Linked DNA regions of Mus musculus: region 2 is linked to region 1. Evidence: chromatin contacts called from public capture Hi-C data. All regions are on one chromosome and are shown on one strand. The core of a region is the stretch at or near the end of the contact, and the rest is flanking DNA. Distances in the headings are between cores, read along the strand shown.

Region 1 (6,453 bases), core at 2,405-4,904:
TACACTATCAGAAAGCACCCATAGTGTTCAAGGCAAAGAGACAAAGTAAAAAAGTGGCTACTAGAAGTTGCAGTGGTAGATGAGAAGTTACTGTTTAACAGGTTGAACTTCAGTTTGGGATTGTGAAAAAGTTCTGGAAATGGACAATGTAACAGTTACACAATAACACAAACATATTTAATGCCATTGAAAGTTAACAATTAATGCTTTAAATGGCTAAGATGTATAAAAACTTTAGCATACTTTAAAACAGGAAGGGGGGGAGAAGGTGTTAGTTGTCTACATGGTAGCATAGGAAGGTGGTAAGAATACAAGAATTAGGCTGCCTAGTTTTAAATAGCTGTTTACTATAGAGCTGTGCAATCTTTAAGAAAGTAATTTACTACTTCTGCTTGTTTTCTAGATTAATGAGACCTTCTTCTTAGAGGCATGGTAAGGAATAAATAATTCAATACATAGGAAGCACTCAAAGTAGTACAAAGTATTTAGTAACAGTTTTTTATTATTATAATTTTAAAACATTTTTGTGAGTCAGGACCTCAATATATAACCTAAGCTAGCCTTAACCCTTCTGCCTTAGCTTTTCATATGCTCTGATTTCAATGTAATGCTCCTGACTTCAAGCATACAAGTCAGACTTTGGTTTTGTGCTAAGTATAAAACCCAGGCCCTTATGTGTTTGGTAACTGCTCTCCCACTGAGTTGTATCTCCAAACGTTTTTATGACATTTAGGTCAAATGTCTGTAGAACCTTAAAAGCCCTTCATCAAAATTAAATTACTCCCTTTGTTTTGTTTTGAGGCAAAATCTCATTATGTAGGCCACCCTCAAACTCAGTATCCTCCCATCTCAGCCTCCCTCTCAAATACAGGCTCTTGTTAATACACTAAGATCCTTAAAATCCTTAAGGTCAGTAAGAAATAACAAATGAAAACCAGTAACTCCAAACTTCCTATTTAATAGGTAATGAAACTAAGAATTCAAAATAATTAGCCTGAGGTTACATATCTTACTCCATTAATATCACTTTTCCTAAAGAAATAAGAGTTTGGGATTAATATCAATATTGACATTCAATGATTTCCAAGCCAAAGTCAATAAGCAAATGTGTATCGCAGAATCTATTATCCTTGTTTCTAGTCCACTAACATTTATTTACTTATTTATTTGGAGAGAGCCAAAACTCAACAAAAAACAAAAAAATAACACAATTATCCTCAAAGATAACAGTTAAAAAGATCTAGCCAGAAAACAAAGTGTTAAAAATTGTGAAGTCATTATCCAAAGATGCTTACCTCTCCACTACTGTCAGCCAGACACTAAATTAATAATCTCAGTGAGAGAGACCTGAGTCAAGAGTCTGTGTGGAATACTAAATAGAGCTAATATTCATCACAAAGAAACAGCTACACATTGCTCTTTACTAAAATCAAACACAAGTGAGCAGCAATCCCATACCACAAAATGTCTGGTGAAAAACCAATCACTTACAAACCTTTGTAGACATTTTGTACTTACTTCAACTGAGCTATCTGTAACTGGTGTCTGGAACAAACTCAACAAAGGGTTTTAAAAAGTGTCCTTATTTTGCCACCTCTCTAGGATTCTACTTAGAGAATTCTCTCTAGGATTTTACTTAGAGAATTTGGATTTTACTTTTATTTTTTATGTGGTTTGATTTGTATTTTATTTTTTACGTGGTTTGATGGTTTTTCAGATGGGCTCTCATTGTGTAATCCAGGCTGACCTGGACTTCACGTCAATCTTCCTGCCTCAGCCTCCCCAGTGCAGACTACAGGAAAGATCCACCCACCATGTCCGGCTCATGCGAAGGGATAATTACCACCTAACATGTGAAATGTCTTCTTCTCCCAGTCTATACTGTTAAAATCTTGCCCGTCCTGTTGAAATTCAAATATATGATGCACATGTATGAAAAGATCATGATGAGACCCAGTATTATGTATAATTAATACATAACAATAAAACGTTGTTTTAAAAATGAAGTATTATTCAACCTTTTAAAAGGCTCCACTTTATACTGGCAGCTTACAGATCCCCCCCCCCCCCCCCCACTGACCTCTCAATGTAGAATCAACCTTTTCTTTGCTGTCTTATGCTACACATGCCTCAACAACTCACTGTTGCCAACATTCACTTCTGACCCTCCCTCTCAGGAGACACTCCGCCCTCAGCAGGAGGAAAAGGAATTTAACACGTACTGAGCATCTCAGAGACAAGCAAGGGGCTACCAATTTTGCATACATTTTCTTATTCAATCTTCTTGACAACAGGCTAGAAAGGAAAACAGGTGGAGTACTGCTGCTTACCGGCAGGGAACTACTGCATAGTTATCGGCTTGCTTGTCCACTATCACGTTGCTAGCCTATTCTAGCGCATGGAATGTGACTTTACTCTGTTCTAACGCACTGTTTCCACCACTCAAGTGTTGTAGAAGTGTCTCCCACTATACCTGAGGAGGTTTCTGTGACTGTGTGCTCACTTCAATATTCTTACGAACACAATACCACCGTTTAATAATCGAATGATGCCTCAGCCCTAGCCCGCTACCTTTACAGTTCCTTTAGGGAGGACTTTACCTACTTGGGCGGCTCTCCACTTCTCCATGAGAAATGCTGCAGGCAGCGTCCACCCAAACTGTTCTTCCCATAAAATGTATGAAATGCAACACACAGGAAACATGCAACTCATACCATTTCCCAAAGCTCCTATTTCACTCTGATACATAAGGATCAAGTAGTTTCCAGTTCACACAGGGGGGCCAGCCTAAGACAACCCCTGAATAGGAAAAGGGTATCTTTCAGGTGTCTTAAAACGAAGGCAACCTAACCAACACTATTAGGCAGCCTTCCCTCTTTCTGCCGTCCTCCACTGAATTGCAGTTTGGATTTCCGGCGGGAATGTACGCGGAAAGATGAGATGGAGCTAAAAAGCACTAGAGCAATTACTTTGCCGGCTTAATTAGAAGACACAGAAGGCGCCCCGCCTTTCTAAATCTCTGCAGTGAACTCATCTATGAAAGCAGGCAGGGCATGGAAGCTAGAACAATCCCGCACCCAGCCATCGGTTTCTGCGGCTACCGGGAGCCAGTCCCTTTCCACCCGCGGTCCCCGGCCACCGGCGCCCTAGTGCGGAGTATCAGCCCTGCCGCACCTCCCCAGGCGGCCCCAGGTCTCATTGTCTGCACGGTGCAGCCCCGAGGGGCGCGGGGTGCAACCCAGGCCCCGCCGACCCCCTACCCACCGCAGGCCGCCTGGCGGGGCTCAGCCCAACGCTGAGAGCCTGACCGGCAAGGACCGCGCCCCGGGCTGCAGCCGTCCGCACTCGCTCGGAGGGCCACGCCGGGCGCCGGGCAAATGGAGACGGCAGCGCCTCCCGGGCACCCAGACCTCTCCTTTCCCGGACCTCGAGGGCCAGGTGGCGGAGCACTCACCGTGGCAGCCCCTCGGCCCTCCCGGAGCCCTGCGCTAGGCAGCAGCTGCTCGCGCCTCCAGTCGCCGCCGCCGCCGCCTCTCCAGGGGCGACGCTCCTCTCCCGAACGCTGAGAGCGCCCGCAGCTCCCGCGGCGCGCGCTCGGCGACTGACTGACCGACCCACAGAGCGGGCGTCGGCGGGGACTGGGCGGGGCGGCCGCAGAGCCCCGCGGCGCGGATCACAGAGCCCGCGCGTCCTGCCCCGGCACACTGGGCGGGGCTGAGGGCCGCGCGGCCCAAGGGCGGACCGACTTGCGCCTGACCGCGCGCTCCCCGCCGCGGCCACCGCTCACTTCCGGCGCAGGCGGCCGCGCGCCTCTCCTGCTCCCCGGCACGCGCGCACGCGCGCGCCCCTCCCGGCCTGGACAGCCGCACCCCCCACCCCCACCCAACCGGCCGCCCCTCAGGCGCCGGGCCGCACCCAGCCGCGGCCGTCCTCCGCGCCCTGCCTTTCCAGCGCGCGTCCGTGTGAGTCGCCTCCAGGAACCAATGAATCAGAGAATGAATGAGCGGAGAGGAAAATCCCGCCGCGGTCCCGCCCGCCGTGGCCCTTCCCGTGAAGCCTGCCCAATCACTCGGGTCCCAGGGTCTTGGGAGACTGAGGGCGGACGAGCAGACCTGTCCGGGCTGGGAGCCTTTGCCTGCCGCATGTGTCGTCTCCAGAACCAACCCTGGGCTTCCTCAGGCACTCGCCTACTATTGTTGAAATCTGGGAGCACTGCCCTAGGAAATCCCATTTTAGCTTAAACTCTGCAGTTTCGTGCAGTGTAAGGAAAGCTTTCAGGGATCAGACATTATTCCATTCATCTTTACCTTTTTCACGTCAGAGCCTGTTCATCTGTGTCCCTGGTTTCTGTTCTCCCTTATTGAATTTGTTCTCAGCAAGGGTGTTGGCGAACTTTCCTGAGCCCTGAGCTGTATTCCCTGAGTACTACACTTAAAATACTGGGTTTGATTCCAAGCTCCAAATTACTCAAATGCTGCTTATCTTAATGCAGTTTTGACTTAGGCAGACTTAGATTTCTTTCGATTTACGTCCTTATTATGACCTTCATGTAAAGTTGATCAAAGGAAAGGAAAAGTAGTATTAAATTACCTTTGCTTGGCTATGTACTTTGTTAGCATTGAAGAAATTGAGCTATGGTCTGGAATTGGCTGCATTGAACGTCCAGCATTCTTTTTTTTCTATGTCTTCTTGTCTGTTCTTTAACTGTTTCTGTATCTTGAATTTTCACCAAAAAAATAAAAGGAAAAAAAAAAAACCCATAAATAACCTATTTCCGAAATTCTGGCGATCTTTCTAAGAATGAGTATTCACTCCTCTAGTGTAGGATCAAATCCCAGTTTGACTAATTGCATTCTACTTCCTGATATTCTTGAAGAGTTCCAAGTAGTTTCAGTCTTTTAGTAGTCTTTTCCAAACTGCTGCACAATCTGTTTCAAACTGGTATTTAGAACTGTCCAATACAATTATTGTCTGTTTCACACTTGAGATACTTGTACTTAGGAAATAAGTGCATTTTTTGTATTTTAAATTTAGTAGGTCTTCAATAATCTCGTGTAAAATAACATCATCTCATAAACTAAAAATGGTGGAAGTGTCCAGTACCTGTGACCTCTCTTCCCTGTTGAACTCAGTCATCATTTGTTACCTGTAATTATTTCAGCACACTATATTCTCTTAATGAATATCATATCATATTCAGTTCATACCCCATGCAGTATCTACTGTAGACCTTTGTATAAATAACAAATGCTTTGAATTTTTTAATCAGCAATGCATACAAATGTTATCTGGAGCCTCTTCATTCCCTTGTGACTAAGTTTATTGAGATTAAGCATACCTAGGTGCCCAAACCTAGTAAATAACCTATTGTTGTCAAATGTTATTACTAGACTGAACACATTACAAGGAAGAGTCTCACTTTTACAGAAACTTCCTTACAAAATAGGCTCCTGAGTGCTCTTTAGATAGCTCTCAGCCAGCTCTTCCCAACAAGTGCTTAGGTTGGTTAAGATGAATCTTAGAAAACAGTCACTTTCTACCATTGAGAAAAATAAGCAGGTTCTCATTAAACCATGAAATAATCTATTCACTTAATTAGAGTCTATTGGGCTCCAACTAAGGGGTAATAATGTAAAAACAAGAAAGACTTGATGCCTCCAGCCCCCAGAAATCACAGACTGCTAGATAAAGGAGATAGGCAAGCCAGTATTAGAAAATTAGTCTATTCCCAGATCAGGAAAGCCTACCCAGTGAAGATAAACTACACGTTTGATGACTGACAGGCAGGAGCTCGCCAGATAAGGAGGGAACAGGCACTCTAGAGAAAGGCAGCAATGTCTGTGCAGGTGTGTGAGCATTAGTAGTATTACCATGCCCTCGAGGCTACTCCCAAGTAAATACAGCTCTTCTGGACAGATGCAGAGAAGGTTCAGATAGGTGGGGAATGGTAGAAAGGACTGTATTAATCAAGAGCTCATGTGCTACACTAAGGAGTTTGCACTTTATAATAAAGAATAAACTCTTTGAAGTGTGTCTCAGGGTTTCCATTGCTGTGAAAAGAAACTATGACCAAGGCAACTCCTATAAAGGACAAAATTTAATTGCGGCTGGCTTATAGGTTCAGAGGTTCAATCAGGTCAGGAAGCATAGCAGCATCCAGGCAGACATGGTGCTTAAGGAGCCAAGAGTTCTACATCTTGATCGGAAGGCAGCCAGGAAAAGTATGTCTTCAGACAGCTAGCAGGAGGGTCTCAAAGCCCACCCCCACAATGACACATTTCCTCCGACAAGGCCACACCCACTCCAAACAAGGCCACACCTCCTAATAGTGCCACTCCCTGGGCTAAGCATATTCAAACCACAAGCTGCGGTTTTAAGTCTCTGTGACAACTGAGCGTATGTTTGGAGACAAGAGAAAATTGAAGCATAGAAGCAAAAAGAGGGGTGTCAGAA
Region 2 (6,934 bases), core at 984-3,483, 2.1 Mb after region 1:
GGAAGATTCAGTAGCCTGATTTTGAATTTCCCCTGGTCTGCTGAAGTCCTTTGAAAAGGCAGGAGCTTCCCAGCACGGATGTAGAGGCCTTTGGTGGCATGGGCATTATTTATTGAGTGCTGCCCCCTAGAGGATTGGAAAAGCTCTGACCAGTTTGACTCCCCAGGGGTTCTCCCTCCCTCTGGCCATCTGCAGAACAGGAAGCCTTCACTCCAGTGGACTGCAGTCAAGTCTTGCATGCAGAGGCACAGAGGCTTCCAGGAAGCAAGTTAGCGCCCCCTTTAGAACACCTCTGAGAAAACGAAGATCCATATGGGCAGAAGCAGGATCCAGGGACAGAACGCTGAATCTTACTGACTTTTCCCAGAACGAAGGAGAACCTTGGAAGCAGCTAGATGGGAACCCTCAAGTCTGAGGTCCCAAGCCCAGCAGTTCGGGGTTGTCATCCTATGGCTTCCCAATGGGCTTTGGGTTTCTTTCTCTCTCCCCAGTCATCTCTCTGCCCTTTGTCATGTTCTCAGAAAGCTGCTGTGTGCATCTCTAGTCTAAGTAGGAATGGTTTTCTATGCCTGGAGAGCAGTGGGGTTGTGACACTAAGTAACTCTTTCCTTGCAGGCACTGTTAGTACAGATAGCGTTGTTTGTTCTTGGATTAGTGTTTTGCCAACAACACAAGCCAGGATTTGAACTTAAGGTCCAAACTCCAGGCTTCCCCTCTTCCTTCATCGAAGAACCCAGGGAAGGGAAAGAAAGGATAAAGGAAATCAAAATTAGCCCCTATGAGTATTTGAGTGGTGCATGCGTGTGCACGTGTGTGTGTGTGTGTGTGTGTGTGTGTGTGTATGTGTTGCTCTCTGGAAGAACTCAGAGGGCCTCTAACTCCAGCCCTTTGCAGCCAGGCAGTTAAGATTAACCATGTGGTATTCAGGCTCTGGACTTCCACTGGAAAATCCCTCATTTAACTAGTTGCAAATCACTTCTGATTCAATTTTGTTTGTGTTTATCTCCATGTAAATAACAGTTAAGTGAGAGTTACAGATTTTTTTTTTCAAACACTGGCTGTGATAAACAACGCTAATGGCAAGTCCAGATAAGGAGAGAAACCACCCAGAAGAACCCATAAGTCCACGCTAAGGGGGAAAAATGGTATAGTCAGATGTTCATGTCCCTTCTCACCCAAACTTTATGTTTCCTAATCTTCAGACTGCTAGGAAGGGGACTGAAAAGGTTGCCAGGTGTGCTCTGTTGGATCTTGATCATGGTAAAGCAAGGGTGCCTGGTGAATATGACAGTTGGGGATCACCCAGCCACCCTCAGAAACAAAGATGCAAGTGTTTTCTCCAACTGTTAGCTTATAGCGCCTTGAAACAGTTTTCATGTCTCCACTTAAAAATAGGTAACACAATGCTATTTTCTTTCTGTCAACATTGTGACCACAATACCTTGGGGAAACATGAACAGAAGTAGTTACAGTAGCAGTCCAAGAGGCCTCCCTGTACCTATACTATGTTGGAAGCTTGAAGGTGTATTGGGTGGCCAGGGGTGGGGGTGGGGAATTTAATTGCCCGGAGAAATTCTTTATTCAATAAAATCGTCCCTCGTTTACAGATAGTTACAAGTTAAGGGCACATGTTGAAGTAAATCCTAACCCAGACCGCAGAGGATCCTGTTTGGGACACAACAAAGGATCTGAGAAGTAAGCCCAAGAAGTATTTGAGGTTTGGTTCAGAGAAGGCTAAAGGCTGACTGTGTGTGTCGCCGCCACGCTTTGCTGCCTCTGGGAACACAGAGCTGAGCCGCGGACTGGCTCCCTACGCCAAACGCGGTCCGCCACCCAACTCCTTCTGTAACGCCATTGCAGGTGGCATTGTGTTGGATTCTGAGTGTGTAGCATCTGAGTCTCGGAATTTAGGGGAAACAAGAATTTCCCGGGCTCCGCGGAGTTTCCCTCCGGCAGAGGCAGCGCGCCCTGAAGGGAGGGCGCTCCTTGCTCCGGGTGTGACACACCCGCAGCCCCGCACGAAGGTGCGTGGGGCGGGAGGGAGGTGCGGACTGGGAGAGGGGCGGCAGGGTTGCGTGGCACCTTAACTTTGATCGCGCGGCCGCGGGGCTGCGAGCCACCGCCGCCCCGCCCGAGCTGGGTGCCGCGGTCCTCGGCTCTGCGCCGCGCGTCTCCGCGGCTGCCTCTTTAATCAGGAACACAGAAGGGGCGGGCCCTGAGCGGGCGCGTAATCGGATCGCTCTGCCGCGGCTCTGACATCCACATGCTGCTCGGCCTGAAAAGGCGAGGGGGGAGCCGGAGGGGAGGCAGAGGAGGCGAGCAAGGCACCAGCCTGCAGCCCGCCCCCGGCACATCCTCTGAAGCACAGACACTCGGCCGGGCGCTGGGCGAGGTGGAGGTGAGGGCGGGCGCCAGCGAACTCGGAGAGCCGCTCGCACACTCGCGGGCGATCCCAGCCGCCGCACCCGCAGCAACACCAGCAGCACCGGCCGCAGCAGCTTCCTGCCTCGCACTCCCCTCCAGAGACTGGCCAAGCGGGTGTAACCGCCGGGGGAGGCTCCAGCTTAGGGGAACCCAGAAAGGACAAGAGCCGGACGTCTGACTGCTTACCACTCCGCCTGTCCAGCGGTCGGTGCCTCTGCCCGCGTGTGTGTCCCGGGTGCCGGGGGACCTGTGTCAGTTAGCGCTTCTGAGATCACACAGCTGCCTAGGGGCCGTGTGATGCCCAGGGCAATTCTTGGCTTTGATTTTTATTATTATTACTATTATTTTGCGTTCAGCTTTCGGGAAACCCTCGTGATGTTGTAGGATAAAGGAAATGACACTTTGAGGAACTGGAGAGAACATACACGCGTTTGGGTTTGAAGAGGAAACCGGTCTCCGCTTCCTTAGCTTGCTCCCTCTTTGCTGATTTCAAGAGCTATCTCCTAGTGAGGTGGAGATATTCCAGCAAGAATAAAGGTGAAGACAGACTGACTGCCAGGACCCAGGAGGAAAACGTTGATCGTTAGAGACCTTTGCAGAAGACACCACCAGGAAGAAAATTAGAGAGGAAAAACACAAAGACATAATTATAGGAGATCCCACAAACCTAGCCCCGGAGAGAGCCTCTCTGTCAAAAATGGATATGTTTCCTCTTACCTGGGTTTTCTTAGCTCTGTACTTTTCAGGACACGAAGTGAGAAGCCAGCAAGGTAAGCCCTTCAAAGTTTTTCTATTCATTTTTACACGGTTTCCCCTTTAAAGGCGACAGCTAATGGAGAGAAGCCACTGAGAAGCGCTCATGAGGAGGCTCCCTCAATACTCAATCATTTAAAGGGAGATCTCAGCGGCCTTCTTTACACCACCAGGGCTGCTAAACCCAACTTTTCTCTCTTGCAAAGGGAGTGTGTGTGTGTGTGTGTGTGTGTGTGTGTGTGTGTGTGTGTTTTGTAACAGAATTTGGCGGTGTTCAGATGTCACATATGGACTGAATCAAAGGTTTAAAAATACTACAAAGCCTTTGCATTACAGTTTTGGGGATTTTTTTTTCCTCCCTGTCTTGAAGCAGAACACATCTCCCTTGAGTTTCCTCAACCTAGCCAGTGAAATATAAATCATTTGCATTCCCTCCACTTAGCTACATTGAGCAATGTTAGCTGAAGGGCTTGGGAAAAAAAAAAAAAAGCAAGAGTCTAGCTTTGCTTTTCAGATGTGTGGATTCTTTGCAGACTGGGTGGATACATCTCAGAACCAGAGGGCTGAAGCTGGTGAAGCAAGCCAGCTTGTGACCGAGATGGGAGCTTTCCCGTGGGCAGTTGATGGTCCCCACTCTCTCCCGAATCCGTGTGTTTTCTGGGAAAGCGAATCATGTTCTTTAAATTTTTTTCTTAAAAGATAAAACAAACTGTATGACCCTCGGCAGTCTCTCCTCTTGTGAAGTGGTTAGAAACTTTTGAGTGGAATTTATTCTCAAGCACTGCCAAAAAGGGTGTGTGGACACGGGCTGCAGAGATAGGCACAGCAGGGCCTAGGAGAGGCCGGGGGCCAGCTCTTGTGGATTGCGACAAGGGCTACCTCTCTGAAAACAGGTCTCTGGTCTCTGGGAATGCGGTTCTTCCACCCTGGGACTGCTTCTGGGGGTGCTTCCCTCTGCTCTAAGACAGTGTCTGGAACCTGAAAAAAAACTATTAGCCTATTAGCGTTTGCTCCTACAGGTGACTGGGGATAGGGTACCATCTACCAAGGAAATGGGGGAAGAGAGAAGGAGAGAGGAAAGACAGAGACAAAAACTCGGAGAAGTGCTATTGCCTTGAGGCACTTGGCGGAGTCAGGCAGCCGCAGTGGTGGGTCTCCTTCCTCACAGCCACCCTGGCGCCCCCGCACCGTGCTTAGCGGGTGGGTCCTGAGGCAAAAGCTTAGCTGCTACCAAGCTTCTTGTCCCTTCCCCAACACATACCTACAGTCACTTTACCTGGGATACATATGGGTTTTATGTTTTGCTATCTTTTGGGGGTTTGGCGGATTGGGGAAAGCCGTTGAGATGCAAATCCAAGCCTTTGCAGCTCCCTCTCTGCGGTAACTGGTCCTATGGGCAACTGCAAAGCGTGAGCCAAGGAAGGGTTGGGTGCAGGTCCGTCCTGGGGAAATTTTCTGGGCCTAGCATTCCATCTTGCCTTAATTCTGAATCCCCAGCTTGAATAGAAATTAAATTGCCTCCCACGGACCTGAATGCTGTGTAAATTATGTATGTGTGTGGTTTGCTGTGTATGTGTATGTGTGTGTGTGCGCGCGCGCGCTCCTTGAGAATGCCCACGGTATATTATGTATTCAAGAACGGACTCCGGTAGGCCCCGGTGTGCGAGTGCGCGCACACTGGCACCACACACACACACACACACACACACACACACACACACACACACAACTTCAGGTTCCCAGTGATGTGCGAAGTGGAAGGGATTGTAAAGACTTGGGGACCATCTCCTATCCCAGATGTTCGCACATCTGTCCCTGAGCACTGCGTGGAGCATGTGTACGTGTGTGTACGACACCCGCTCGGACCCACTCCTGCTCTGCCACCTGCCTCCCGCGCTCTCTGCAGATCCCCCTCCCATCTCAATCTTTGGTCACGCTGCGTCACTTCCAGAGAAGCTCAAAAGCGCGGGGTGCGAAGCTCATCGCCCACTAAAAGCCTCGCGGGCAGCCTCGGTCTGGGGGTGGGACCCGCCCAGAGTAGATATTATCCCGCTCCCCGAAAAGGTGATCAATCACCGGTCATGGTTTCAGTCGAGTAACTGATTGGTACCGGGAGACCTAGCCCGGGTGGCTAAGGGCGAGGCTAAGCTAGACCTCTGACTCACCCTATGTGCGCCCGCCAGGAGCTGGGCTGACCCTGGCACTACGGCGGCGGCAGGAACCTATTCCGAGAAGGAAAGAAGGTGGCGGGCACACGTGGGAGCAACTGAGCAAATACCCGGCCGGTCCGCTGTAGCTGGAAGGCTCTGTGGGCACCATGCATCCGGCTCCCAGGCGCATACCCTCCCGCCCGGGTCTGGAGGAGTCTGGGCAGCTGGGCTGGACCGGCTCGGAGCGCCCCCTCCTAGTCTCCGCGCAGTGCTAGGCGCTGCAAGCTCGCCGCAGCCCCTGGAGAACTAGCTTGTAGAAGCAAGGGGCCTGACGCCGGAAGATTCCCGTGTTAGCCTGGGCGAGAGGCAGGAAGCCAGGGTGGGATTGCAGCACCCAGGGCGGGGAGAGGCGGGAAGCAGCCAGGCAGCCTAAGCCGCAGGAATTCGCGCAACTCTCACAGCCTGCGGGAGCACAGTGCAGCTAGCGCCCGCCTAAGCGCACAAACAGGTGAAGAGCACGCCGTGCGGGCATCCACGTGGCCGAGACGTGGGCGCCCCCCAGCGCTCTCACCCCCATCCCCCAGCGCCGTCCCTACCGCCGCATCGATTTGTTTGGGCTACGCAGCAGAAACAGAGCTGAGCAATCCATAAACATTCTATTAGGCAAAAATATTCCCAGCAAAAGCAGAACCGAGGCTAAAGCCTCTGCTAAGTTGGCCGCCTAGGATTCCTCCAGGCCGGTCACCCTCCTCCTCCTCCAGACTAAGGACACCCCTGGATAGAAGCCTGCGGCATTTCCCTGACGCTTCCCGTTGCCAGAAAGTTAGCTCGTGGCTGCGGCTTGTCCTCCAGATCAGCCACTGCAGTCGCCTGCAGGCAGATTGTGCCTCCCGCCCCCTCCCCCCTTCCTCGCTGCCCATGCCCACGTGGGGAAAAAAATTGTTCACGACCAATGCTTCAGTTTCCCTGATTGATTTCTTTTTAATATCAACACAAGTTAATGGAGGCGAGGCAAGCTGTGATTAAACGGCTGCCCCCACCCCTCGCCTCGGGCCGCCTGCGCCCCTAGTGTGTCCCACCAGTTCCCCAAGTAGCATCAGCGTGGAGGACACGAGTGGACCGATTGTCCTAAGGTGGGTGTTGCGTGTGTGAGGAAGCGTGGAACGGATTGGGCGACACTCTGAGAATCTCCTGGGGTTGGGGGCACTGGAATCAGCTTTCCAGATCTAAGTAGCAGATACTCCCATCTGTGCCGCAGCTTCTGCGGCTCTGGTTGAATTTCTGCTGTAAGGGAAGGGACTGAACGCTCCAGTTTATTGGCGTGGACTCCCTGCTTGGCTCTCTCTACCTCCCTTCTTTTCAGTTTCTGACAGAGAGGAGAGCCCCCTGGCGCTAGCCGTTCCCCTACAGCGAGCCACAGAACTGCTCTGCTAGAGTGGATCCGCAAGGGTTTGCTTTCTACCCTGGAAGTCACTCTCTCCTTGCTGCGGGTTCTTCAGAAGGTGGCAACTCCCAGGCTTAATGTCTCCCCCCGCCCCAACCCCCAACCCCTCAGTCCCCTGAGACCCATGGCTCAGAGCCAGAAAGAAGCCAGACCCTAAACCACC

What was found. Capture Hi-C pulls out chosen DNA fragments and counts their contacts.
Region 2: a capture Hi-C map of embryonic stem cells shows a contact between it and region 1, with 4 times the contacts expected there. The contact joins the promoter of Nrp2 here to the promoter of Raph1 in region 1. A contact is called at or near these places in 1 of 484 Hi-C or Micro-C datasets (embryonic stem cells), 4 of 115 datasets of contacts at active chromatin or transcription factors (astrocytes, bone marrow-derived dendritic cells, embryonic forebrain and 1 more) and 1 of 9 other capture datasets (embryonic stem cells).

The regions. Positions count from the first base shown.
Region 1 is chr1:60,563,111-60,569,563 of GRCm38.p6, forward strand. Raph1 (Ras association (RalGDS/AF-6) and pleckstrin homology domains 1) reads right to left here and starts at 3,655. Exons shown (of 14, transcript NM_001045513.3): 1 at 3,455-3,655.
Region 2 is chr1:62,701,084-62,708,017 of GRCm38.p6, forward strand. It overlaps Nrp2 (neuropilin 2), which reads left to right and starts at 2,234. Exons shown (of 17, transcript NM_001077404.1): 1 at 2,234-3,194. The coding sequence starts at 3,122.